Linked DNA regions of Mus musculus: region 2 is linked to region 1. The links are chromatin contacts, called in public promoter capture Hi-C maps. All regions are on one chromosome and are shown on one strand. The core of a region is the stretch at or near the end of the contact, and the rest is flanking DNA. Distances in the headings are between cores, read along the strand shown. Region 1 overlaps Gm30382 (a long non-coding RNA gene). Region 2 has its middle 61 kb from the start of 4930555A03Rik.

Region 1 (6,777 bases), core at 1,018-3,517:
CAGGCGGTGACGCCTTCTACAAGGACAAGAATGATCTTCTGAACCCTTTCCAGCAGGAATTCAAACCAACAGGAGTAACCAACAGTCAACAAGCCCTACCTGTTTTTATGATGGAAACCAAACAGAATTGTAGCGTACAAAGAGGGAATAGTCACGTAACTAACCAGAATGATACAGTTCTTTATTTTCCTATTGCACATTTACGTAGTTTTCCCCCTTGTAACACATGCATAATTTGAATTTTAAATATGATTTACATATGAAACTTGAAGAGACCTGTAGAGGATGCTGTCTAGCTCTTTCTCGTTAAAGCCATGTCTTTTCCTTTTGAGGCCAAATGTACTTTCTTCAATACTTAGCTTAAGATGGCATGTAGGCTGATGAGGGAACCAAATGACTGCCTAACGTCAGTGAGTATCTGCCCACGAAGGCTCCTTTCATAATAGGAAGAGTTCCTTCCCATCAAGGAGTCTGGCAGTTTCTTCAGTGCTATAGCCACTGCTAGCATACCAAGGTTCTTATAAACAAACCCCCACCCACATTAATGAGAACCATTGGGACACACACACACACATACACACGCACACACACACACTAGCCATGAGACTAGAAAGAGAGCTAACAGGAGAAGTAAAGGAATCAGCTAGGTAAGGAGAGGAGCAAGCATGGGTAACAGGAGGTGATTTTGATCAAAATGCCTCATATACGTGTATGAAAATGTCACAATGAAACTTTTATTACGCATAACTACTCTTTGATGATAAAAAATAAGAAAGAAATTGAGGAAAGGAGTCTGGAATACTCAAATTCTGTCAAGAAAAAAAAAACTTGCAGAGCTTCCTGTACCCATGGTTTAAAAATCTAAAGCCATTTTAAAAAAAAGCAATATTTCTATCTCAAAGAATGCCAACTGCACTGTGTCCTGGTCTTTGCTTACACAATGCTTTCCTTCTTCCTTGTCGTTCACTTGGGTCCGTTGTAGTCACAGATCATTGGGTGGCAAAACCAGGACGTTCTGCAGAAACAAGCCTGACCCTGGCATTTGTCATTTATTGCACACGGATAGCTTGCATTTTGAACCTGTGGTGAGAAGTAGTTTCCAGTTTAGTCCTAGTGACTGGCACTCAGTCTTCAGAAAGGCCCACTCCCATCCTAACAGGCACCTGCAGACAGACAGTTTACCTGACAGCATTAAATCAGAACTAAGTACAGGAAAACATTTGACTATATAAACAAACAAACAAACAAACAAACAGTCTAAATTAGTCTCTGCCCTCCAGGTTCCTATATAAAGTACAAACAGAACATGAACTGTACTTCGTGTCCACAGAGAGACGGCTTTTTTTTCTCTTCTGAAGAGTATTCAAAAATATGTTATTTTAAACATTAACCCATAAGTAAAATACAATACTTGCCAAAATTATTTTTCCCACATTCGGAGCCTGGATATACCATTCTGGACTCTGATGTTCTCCTGAGATGCAATTTAAGAGCCTAGGAAAGACATTCTCCGTGAAATACGTGGAGTTCTTTTTTTTTTTTTTTTTTTTTTTTAATTTGTGTTTCTATGTGGCCAAATCACTCCGTTGTTACAAATGCTGTGTGTAACATGACCAGATTGTCTGGGAGTCCATTATTATTACTATTTTTTAAACAGAGGATACTGCACGGTTAAGCATCGAAAGCATGATAAGTGTTCAAACTGCTTAAAATATTTTGTAACCATAAATTATTATCCAAAAATATTTTTCAAGTAGATAAAAAGAGTTGTCAATTCTGCCTAGTGAATACCTCATAAGGGGCTCGTTTGTGGTTGAAAACTGAATAAAAGCAGTAAATTAAGACCAGACTTAAGCAGAGAGAAGCTGTAATCCGCTGCAGACTCCCTCGCTGAATGAAGTATTGTTGCGTGGATTTCCCCTCTTTGCTTGTACAGTTAACCGGTCACATCTGCGGCCGAAATGCTGTCTCTGCTGCCTGGCAGAGTAGGCTCTTGAAGCCGGAGGATGGAAGCCAATGCTGATTTGTGATCGCGGTGATAAGTGTAGAACTATCCCACAGGGCTGCCGCTGAAAGGGCAGAGGGCCTCATGCATCTGAACTATAGTTCTGGGGAGGGAGGACCACCAGGCAGGGGGTGAGGTCTTAGGAGACTGTCAGTAACACTCTGGGTGTCCCTTATCTCATGGTGACACAGACCAAACGACCAAGAGAGGCGAGGGGCTGAAGATCCATCAGGAAACCTCTGGGTTTGTGTCTGTGTTGGGAGCCGAGAGCCGGCTGAAATATGGTGACTGTCAAAGGCTCATGGCTCACTATAAATATTCAATGTCAGGAATTTAAATCGTTTACAGACATCGAAGCCCTGGATGATTATTTTATCCAGAGCTGTTGATTTTCTTCTGTTTGTCAGCAGCCAACCAAATTAATGAATAAGACTCCGGAAGTCTTGTTAATAAACTCCTTTAGTCTAAGGTCTGGCTGTTTTTCTCTGTGGTAACATGTCAATAAAATAACCGATTTGCCATTTTGTAAATTAAATTGTAGAAGGCAAACAAGATATATTGCTATTTTTTTTTTCTTTTGGAGTTGATTTTTTTCCCCAAAAGGATGTTAATTTTGGTTTTTTTTCCTCGGAGCTTTTAGCTGCCCTGCCCTTATGATTTAGAAAATATTATCACATTAGAGTCCAAAAAAAAAAAAAAACTTCTGTGGAAGTTATTTAAAAAATACTTTGTTTTCATTATTTAAAAGAATTCTCAGATACTTTTGTAATTCATTCCAGTAGACATATTTTATAAGTGAAAAAGGAGAGGGATTGTTGTTTAAAGCAATGGGACTTAACATTTTAAGCCCATTACCTTTGAACCAACACGTCCACTCATCTATCATCATCTATCATCTATCATCATCTATCATCTATCCATCTATCTGTCTGTCTATCTATCTACTATTTATCTAGCTATTTGTCTATCTATTATCATCCAGCTACCTCTTTTAGGCTTAGATTTTGCAAGAAAAAATTTTTATTCTTGAACATAGGTGGATATCTGTGCCTTGAGTTTACAACCCCGTATGTGTGAAGTGTGGACTCTTAGCATGTTACTGGGTTTGCAGGTAAAATTATTTTTCATGGGATTTTTCAAAAATAGAATTTCACTTTTCTCTGAGTGAAAATATTTAGGCTAATGAACTTTCTGTTAGATTCCTCAAGTCTACGGAAATATAAACTAGGTTACCTGCCAACGAAAAGAGCAATGGGATGTGGGGAAACACAGTTCTTACAAATGCATAGCTTCTAAATATGTGCTAGATTGATTTGATTCCTGAATAAAGCTTGCTTTTACCACCTCCATTTAATTAAGAATAACCAAGACACACACACACACACACACACACACACACACACACACACGTATGTGTATATGTATATGTATATGTATATGTATATGTATATGTATATGTATATGTATATGTATATGTATATGTATATGTATATGCATATGTATATGTATATGTATATGTATATGTATATGTATATGTATATGTATATGTATATGTATATAATATCACAAAACCTCTTCCTTTTATACAGATGATGAGTCTCCAGGTTAAGTGGGTAGAGGTTCACCTCAGATTATCTACAAACACTGAGTAGGTTCCCGAATGTGACAACGCTACTTTCTCAATTAAATGCAACTTTAAAGGCACACCCTATCCACCCATTATCACACATACCCACACCTACAGGGACCCACAGCTACACACTTTAAAAGTTATAGGGGAAAACCTGCAGAAACTGCCCTTAGTGGCTAAATGACTACAATCCCAGGACTCTAGAGTTGTGATATCTAAAATTGTTGCAGGTTGAAGGCAGTAACAGCTTACTTCTACCCTTTTGCATAGCTTCTGCACATCCCAGCATGCTAACAGAGTAATAAGACTTCCCCTTAAAGGAAAAAGTGCTCATTAGCATTTTGTAATTCCATGTTGTGTATCAGGTTTCTTCCAGGTTATGAAAAGGTTGGGGATCCACTCACGGTAGCGCATCAAAAGTGTAAAGGCGGCAGGTGAATTTCTCTTTGTTGTGGGCTCCGAGAAATAATCGTTTAAAGGTCAGTTGCACTAGAAAAAGAACATTTGTTTAATAAGTAACTCATTTTGGGATATGCTGCACTTTTAAAGGTTACAGAACAGAGCAAGTTGCTAGTGATGTCAGCAAGAAGTATATTAAAATCATTGGTCCTATAAGAACAATGCTTTGTTTGATTCAAGTTTCCACACATTCTTGTATAGCCCACCATACATTTCCAAAGAGCCCATGTTCAGATTAGGAAGATATCTCAGTGGGTGATGATTTGCTGTGCAGATAAAAGATTCTTAGTTGAAACTTCTATAACCAACACTTAAGAAAATATAAAAAGAGCTAACTATGGTTGTGTAATGTCAACATTAAAGGGAAGAGAAGCAGGGAGATCCTGGGAGATTTTTGGTAAGGTAGCCTGGCCAAAACAGCAAACTTCCAATTCAGTGAGACAACCTGTCTCAAAGGAATCGGGTGCAGAGCCACAGCAGAAGACATCTGTGGCTTCTGTGTTCATGCTCAGGTTCACCCAGCTGCATACTCCCATGCATTACAACAGACACACCACACATACAACACACACCACACATACAACACATACAACCTAAACTTCTCATAACATGAGTCCAAAGACCCTTGACCTGCACACTTTACCTCTCTTCTCAGTTGCTAAAAACAACAGTAAGTGCACACAAGAGCATGTCAGAATGTGACACTCACATGCACGAGCACACACACACACACACACACACACACACACACACACATTGCACACACCCTATTTGCCCCACTCCCTCAGAGCTATTATTCTATAAGGATGTCTGTGAATCATGGGTTACATGTTTCTTCTTGAGTTCCTGAGACTGTGAAACAAAATGGTCTTGATACCAAGTCCTATATGAAAAGAAGACATTATTGATTCAGCTATATAAACAAAAGCTATTGATTTATCTTTTCCCAGTCCAAGACCAACTTCCCACCCTGCCCTCCTCTGGAAAAAAAAGACAAAGAGAATTTGATTTGGCAATGAAATGAAAAGTTAATCTGATATATAGACAAAAGAGAAAGAACAAAAAAAAATTTGGAATAGGGGCAAAAATCTTTTAATTCTAGAAGGGCTTTTTTTTTTTTTTAATAAGAACTGAATGAAAGCAGTACTTTATTTAACACAACTCGTGTGCTATTAAAATTTTTTGCCTTAGGGATATGATGTACAACAAATAAAAGCTGTTTAGTTGTTTTTATATTTAGCCTTTTATTTTGTCTTTGTGAGGCAATGTTTTAAAGCTGTAATAATTTTCTCTAGAGCATTAGCTCATTGCTTGAGATAAGTATATGAAGAAATAACTCTAAGAAAAACCTTCTGATCGTTTGATTGCTTGTGAGTTACATTCCTTCCCCCTCTACACATCCGCTGCTAAGCTCCTTAGTTAGAATATTGTCTGGGTAGCAAATTATAAGTCCTCAGATTTTTATAATGAGTTGATTTTTAACACACGATGACTTGTCTATTTAATTACAGTGTGAAAACAATACATTTTCAAAAAAAATGGACTGAGATTCACCATTTAGATAAAAGGAGCTGGAAAGCTCATAACACTCGGACTATTGTAAGGTTCTTTTAAAAAAAGAAAAGAAAACTCCCCAGAAGTCTACGAGTCATTTGCAATTAGAAAAGAATGTGACACTCTTATTTCAAGCAACTTGGCTATGAATCGTGGAGCTATTCCCTTAATTTGACTTGCTGTTCATTTGAGAGAGGGCAAAATCTATTTCCTGGGCAATTTTGCAAAGCAAAGATATTAATACTTTGGGGCTTAATTGTATCCTGTGTTTAAATACACCCTGGGTGAAACTCAGACCTTGGCTTAATTGCTGTGAGAAATAGCCTGATTTCTCCGAGATTAGGCACACGCTCCGTGCTCTTTGACCCCAGAGCACCTCCTTCAGAATTAATCTTCTAAGGTAGAAGGATTGCTTTTCTGTGTGCAGCGGGGCCATTGGCGACAAACGAGGACTTAATAAACTAACTTCGCCCTTCCAAGACTTCCCCGTCAATGTTTCTCATCTATTCACTTCACACATCTCTTGTCCAGCAGCTTATTAGTAAATAACCCTAAACTTGGCAGGGGAAATCATTTTAATGGCATCTTTTTTAATTAGAGGACTTTGAAATTTAAATTGGCTGCCTCGGAAATAAATCTATAAAAGAAAACTTTCATTTTTACTAATGAAACATGAAGCGCTCAAAATAGCCCCTTTCAAGCAAAGTCCACAGTCCTCTTGAAAAGACAAACAATTCATATTTACTTAAAATTCTGCTCTGCAGCTGTATTGTGTCGAGTTCATCTCGTGTTCGAAAGTGCTTCTGCTTTCCCAGCATCCCCTCAGAACTGTTTCTGTAAGATGTAACTCAATGTTCTGGTTCTAAAATATTTATATTAATCAAAGTTCAGGCTGTTTATATTTTTTGGCAATAGAGCTTTTCTTTTAAAATGATGCTCTTGCATTTAACTAAACAAAAGTGCTGAAACTGCCTGTCATACAAATTTCAACACGGTACAGTCGGCGATAGAGCTGTGAGGCCGGGACCAGAGGCAAACTGGTTCAGAGCTTCAGGTTAACCTTGGGAGGGTGATACTGTCGGTGTCTAGGACTCACCTCTTGGGAACCCTACCCTTGTCAGGTGATGGT
Region 2 (6,192 bases), core at 2,413-4,912, 2.0 Mb before region 1:
CAGGGGCATATCTCCATCAAATTGGATTCACCTGTATCCTGGTACACCTGCGCAGCACTCAAGATGTTTGTGTCTTATATGAGGAAGTCAGGTGCAAGTCATACGACTTAGCTACAGTCCCTGGCGCCTTTGGGACTGCCGCCACACCCGCTCCCCACAATTCCCCCTTTTTTCTTTTTTGGCAGAGAGAATGTCTGTAGATAGCCCCCAGCAGCCATGCCCCTTACCCGTCCTTGGGTGACAAACAGCATTGGTTTGATCCCTGTCTTAGGTTGGTGACATGCCCAGGGAGTCTTATCACTGACTACCTCTCTATCATGCCAAGCCACTCCTGGGGAGATTGTGTTTTGCTTGTGGCAGGTGCATCAAAAGGCCAGGATGTTGATTAATCTATGGCCAGATCTTAATTGCTGCAAGCAAGCCTCATGGGTGAAGGTAGAGGTCTGATCCCCAGTGTGCAAGCATAGGGGCCCTACACAAAACCATCCCTTAGGCTCATCACCCAGAGAGGTCTTGGCCAGCTCCCGTGTCGTTTTTCCTGGGGGAAGGGAACTAGGACACTGAACCTTCATGCAATCAGACATGCCTTCCACAGGATGCCAACAGCAAGCTATCCTCTGTGCAGTGCTTAGCCTTGCACCCCACGGCATAACGCAGCATAATTTCTTTTAGAGCGGCAAACCAAATCTGAGGAGATTGTCCCGCCTCCACTGCAGCAAAAGCCTAAGCTACCATGGCGAAAGTGCGGGCCCGCACACTCTGCACCTAACACATGTGCCAAACACACAACGCACACGCACTATAACAAGCATACATCCCAGGGCTCTCATCCCTACTCATCTTCCCTGAAGCAAGGGATAGATAGCCAGAGCGGCTATCTCTATAAAAGGAATTCAGGGATCAAAAAGGCATGGAAAAATTTGAATGTCATGTCGAGCTGGTATCGGCTTCTGGAATACCGAAAGGATCTCCCATCTTGGCTCCATCCTTTGTGCTTGTGGGACCATCCACCACATCCACGGGGCAACTGGATCAGGAGCCTCATTCTTGTAGCGTCTCACCAATCTCTCCGGCACCCAAAGAGGTTCCATCTGGTCCTGTGGAAACACACAAACAGACCCTCTCGCCCACGTCAACACCTGATCTGGTCGATCCTCTCCAAATCTCCGGACAGAAGGTCCACCTACAGGTGGCTGCTGAGGAGGCATAGGGAGGCGGCACAAAAGCTAATTCGCCTTCCTCCTCCACCTCGGCTCTTTTATTTTGTCCTTTCTGTCCACCTGATAACACTGTGTCTCCTTTCTTTTTCCTTTTTCTTTTTAAGCCCTTCTCCTCTTCCGACATACTTTCTTGTTGCTCTGTAAGGATTTTCTGACCTGTCTTGACTGCCTCTACACACAGTTTCAAACAGTAACAGAGTCCATATATCAGAACAAACAAGACCAAAACTATCAGACCTACCCACAAAGGGTCAATGGGAGAAAAAAGCATAACTACACAGCGAGGATCTATTGATCACTACACTGAGGTTATCATAGTTCCTTAATCTGTCCTGAAACCGTGAACCTTAACTTGTCCCAAAGCCATGAACCTTTAGTTACCTTGTACCTGCTTCCTGGCAACGTTATATTCGCCTCTATTTTATCGGAGGTCCTTCCCAAACTCCTGGGTTACTTTGTGCCTACTTCCTGGCAACTTTATGCTCACCTCTATTTTATCCGAGGTCCTTCCCAAACTCCTGGGGTCGCAAGTTTCACTCACCGTGAACTTACCCTGCGGGCAACCACTGACTGCTGAAAGTTCTGAACTCGGTGGGGGAGTCGGTTCCCCGTACGGGCCACCAATTGTCGCGTCCGCTCTCGACCAGCAAGAATGATGCGACCACCAGTCCTTTTAACAGCAGTTTATTCAGTCCTGATCTCTCTTCTTTCTCTTCATCAGTACCGTTCCCCAGCTGAAGAGTTCTGAATCCATGCCGGATCCTTCTCAACAGTCTGTTTTACGGGAACACTTTATTAACCGCTCCTTCCCAGTGATGCAGTTCTGAATCCTTCCTGTAGCAGGGGGTCTTCGCTCTTGCCTGAAGATGTTTCTCGTCCCGTGTTTTCTCGTCCCAGGTCTTCTCGTCCCGGGTTTCGGCACCACTTGTTGCGCGCACTCAACAGGCCAGGAAGAACGACGCTGCTACAGGATCCTTCTGCACACATTTATTCAGTCCTGTTTCTTCTTTCTCCATATATCTCCCTTGTTTATATCTCCCTTGTTTTTATATCTCCCTTGTTTTTATATCTCCCTTGTTTTTATATCTCCCTTGTTTTTATATCTCCCTTGTTTTTATATCTCCCTTGTTTTTATATCTCCCTTGTTTTTATATCTCCCTTGTTTTTATATCTTCCCTTGTTTTTATATCTCCCCCGAACCCTGGGCCTCTCACTCTTTTATACTCTCAGTTCCCATCCACGCACAGCAGGCCACGCCACCTCACCAGGCACGCAGCTTCAGCTAATCAGGGCAGCAGGGGCATATCTCCATCAAATTGGATTCACCTGTATCCTGGTACACCTGCACAGCACTCAAGATGTTTGTGTCTTATATGAGGAAGTCAGGTGCAAGTCATACGACTTAGCTACAGTCCCTGGCGCCTTTGGGACTGCCGCCACACCCGCTCCCCACATGGATTGATTTTGGCAAGATGGCCATTTTTAGTATATTAATTCTGCCAACGCTTTCTCACAGCCTATGTCATCTTGCCCCACCAAAATTCCCCCTCCTTACATTCCAAACTTATACAAACAAGAGGCTGATGCCATAAAGTTGAGTTCCTGCTTCGACAAGACTCCAAGCTCAGTGTGTTCTTTTGGGCATCGACACCAGACATCTGCTCAACCTGGAAAGACCCTGGTGGGACCAGGACCTCTCTCCACTTACCTGGACCTGCTGGCAAGGAGCCAGCAATCCTTTGAGTAGAGGAAGGCTACTGATTGGTTTGGGGTAATCCCTTCCTGGAGGATTGTTAAGAGAATCTGCTTTACTTGAGTGGAGAACATGGGTGTTTGAAAGATACTCTCAGGTTCTTGTGGGTTCTGTCTCTGCTTCTGTTGTTATAGGTCTGTGTCTCTATGAACTACAAGATAGAGCAGGGTAAATACAGAAACCTATATGTGCAGGACTGGGTGGGATACTAAAGGTTGTGAAATGGCAGGAATACAAAACAAAAAGTCAACAATTCACAGATTAAACAGTAAGTTCAAATGTCTATGTGCAGTATAGCTGAGAACAGCAACTGGTGAGAAGCTAAGAGATTTAAAAGACAAATCTGTGCACATAACACTTTAAAACAGACCCTTAAGTTACATGACGTTGCTGGAGAAAGCTCAGGCATATGCTGTCATGGGATGCTGAGACCAAATGAAATCTTTTCTGCATAGCTGAATGAATAAAGAACAAAAATTGGGCCCATTACATCAAAAATAAATCACACTTCAATTAGAAGTGCTAATTTTATGCCTCGGTCAAAAACTCTTTAAAATGACGGAGGCGTCAGCAAAATGGGCTGTTTGAACTTCACCCTCTGTCATTACATCCATCTCTCCTTAGAAGCACTAATGTACAAAGGACCTTAAAGTGGCCCACAGACCTCTTGTTGGGAGGATAAAGTGAGGATAATGAGGTTAAATTGGATAAATTGCATCTGGAAAAATCAGAAGTTATTTGAGAACTCAATAGTACTCTGCAGGTCTCCTGTATTTAAACCACCACTTACATTTAAACTATTATTTAGTCTAACTTTCCTATGTAAAATGAATGAACCAGAAATTATAACAAGTTAGGATGGAGTATAAAGTGGAAAAGCAGATAGATTTAGCCACAATGTGAAATGCGTTTTCAGACATAGCTAAATCCCAACACTCAAGCTTCTGCATAGTTATTATTTTATAGTAAGAAAATATAACTGTGATTTGCCATCCATAGACTTTTATAATGCTATGATAGTGTAGGCCGGGTTTTATAGGCTATTTCATGTTTTACTTTTATTGCATTAGTAAAATTGTTACTGATCAAATGCACGATCTCTCATTTTAAAGATCATGATTGATGGGCTACAGTTGGAAATCTAGTCAGTTATTACATTTTTTCTATAGTAGAAGATTTTTAACGTGCCAGACCTAAGGATGGTCTTTAAATAATGTTTGGTTCCCTGCTTCCCCATTGAACATGGATTTGGATGCCATAGAAGTTAATGGTTAAGACCAATGCTGTGGTCGTATCCCATTTTTCTACCAAAGACCTCCATAGAGAATTTTAAGCAATTTCATTTAGCTTCTTTCCTTGAATTTTTTAAAATCAGAAACTGTGGTATATTGAATTGTACTGATCATATGTGGCTATTATAAATATATGATGCTAGTTAAAAGGAAGCACATGGGCTTTTCTCAATACTTATTAGTTTGCATTTATTTAGAGCGAGTAAGTGTTAGAGGGACATTAGCAGACAGGGTAAATTAAAGTTGGCTTCCTGAGTTGGTAGCTTTTAAGTCCATAGAAGACACTGAAAGGACAAAGCTCAGATGATGTCTGAGCAGGGACAATAGGAGAAAAGAGCAATGGTTTTATAAAACACTTAATCTAGAGTCCCTCTAGCTGACACTCAGGTTAGGGAACTGTCACCCCTAAGCAGGTTATTATTTTCACAGTCCCCAGAGGTCTCCAGTCATTCAGTCTTCCATTGTTTTTTTCATTACTTAGAATGTCTTTACAAGAACATTTAAAACCACTGTCTTTGATAATATGTATAATACATTGGTCATTTTGTTAACTGAAACATCTACTCCAGGAGTCCATGCCTACTGAAGCCCTGTAGGTCTCCTAAGGCAGATTTATGCCTCCTCTAATATGAAGTGAGCTCTGATCTTTTCTGTACCTTCAGGGTCTTTTCCCACTAAGTCCCTTTTTTACATAATCAGTCACCAAACTGCAACTGAGCCCCTCTTGATTCTCCATAGTACACACTATTTTCTTGCTATACAAGGACTGGTGACTAGAATCAAATCTATTGGTTCATTTATATCTGTCACTTGCTACTACATCATTGATTATACACAAATATAATCTTACCCATTCTTGCTTCATACTAGCACTGTTGACCTAGGTAGTACTGTTATCTTGTGCAGTAAATGTAGAAGCTGAGGTTCAAAGTTCCATTTCCAAGTTTCTATGGTTCAAAAAGTGTGTGTCTGGAAAGACAGTCATATTGACTCAGGCTCCCATGTCCTCGGAACCATTTGCAAGGATTCCATTTCTGCTCTAAGGATTTGAACAATATGAGTAGGTAACTGGCAATTATTTTGGGACACTATTTGTATGTTTACATATGTGCATGTGCTTGTGAATATGTGTTTATGTGAATACATACATACAAATATATAGTTTCACATACTTTATACATAATATACATATCCATATGGTATCAGTAACTGTTTCTGCTATGTGCAACCCCTAACAAGTCTTCTGACTCTCCTTAATGATGGTCACTGAGAATGCCAAGGCAGACATTCATTCTGTAACCTGCTTCCTTTCTTCATCTCTATATTCACCACATCTTATTGTCTCTGCTGTGACTATTGTGGCAACCTGCTGTGTTATGAGACTGCTTAATCTTCTATAGCCAAGGCAAACTGAAATCTCAGTGAAGTTCATGCCATTTATGAGCACATGAAGAGAACTGGAAGAATTAGCTAAATTGAAATAAGCAGTTATAGATGACAAATATTACCAAACCTCGCACATACATGGTTCCTTAAAAGCTAATTTCTAGGAATGGGGAATAGAAGCGGGGAAACCAGAGGTTGGAAAGTTTTTCACAAAGAGGTTATGAAAGAAGGCTGGTAATCAAGCAGTAAATGATAGTGAAATAGGGAATATAAGCCTTTGTTGGCTACTGGTGTTTCTAGATTAAATTGATATAATGTAGATAAAAATGACCTTGCAATTAAGTATATTGTATGTTTTCTTCACAAAGGAATAATCATATATACTTAGGAAAGATATGCTCATCCTACTGTAAACATTATGTTGTACATACGTCACTTAGAATCACCAATCAGTAAGTATTGCTTACTTTCTATCAAATAGCATTCTTTTCAAAAATTAATTACTTTTAAAATTAGGCATATAAAATTATATGTATGTTTC

Evidence for each region. Promoter capture Hi-C pulls out the DNA fragments that hold promoters and counts their contacts.
Region 2: a contact with region 1 is called in a promoter capture Hi-C map of second pharyngeal arch cranial neural crest. The contact joins two enhancer-like sites. A contact is called at or near these places in 3 of 39 promoter capture datasets (cranial neural crest, maxillary cranial neural crest and second pharyngeal arch cranial neural crest).

The regions. Positions count from the first base shown.
Region 1 is chr3:149,179,606-149,186,382 of GRCm38.p6, reverse strand. It overlaps Gm30382 (a long non-coding RNA gene), which reads left to right. Exons shown (of 3, transcript XR_001784032.1): 3 at 4,001-5,196. Among named protein-coding and RNA genes, the nearest start is that of Gm52619, 6.9 kb to the right of the region's middle. Within about 2 kb of position 2,267, at least 23 of the 459 cell types and tissues checked have an H3K27ac peak or open chromatin away from gene starts, as enhancers often do. A contact at or near this core is called in second pharyngeal arch cranial neural crest, where this site is marked.
Region 2 is chr3:151,229,946-151,236,137 of GRCm38.p6, reverse strand. No RefSeq gene overlaps it. Among named protein-coding and RNA genes, the nearest start is that of 4930555A03Rik, 61 kb to the left of the region's middle. Within about 2 kb of position 3,662, at least 1 of the 459 cell types and tissues checked has an H3K27ac peak or open chromatin away from gene starts, as enhancers often do. A contact at or near this core is called in second pharyngeal arch cranial neural crest, where this site is marked.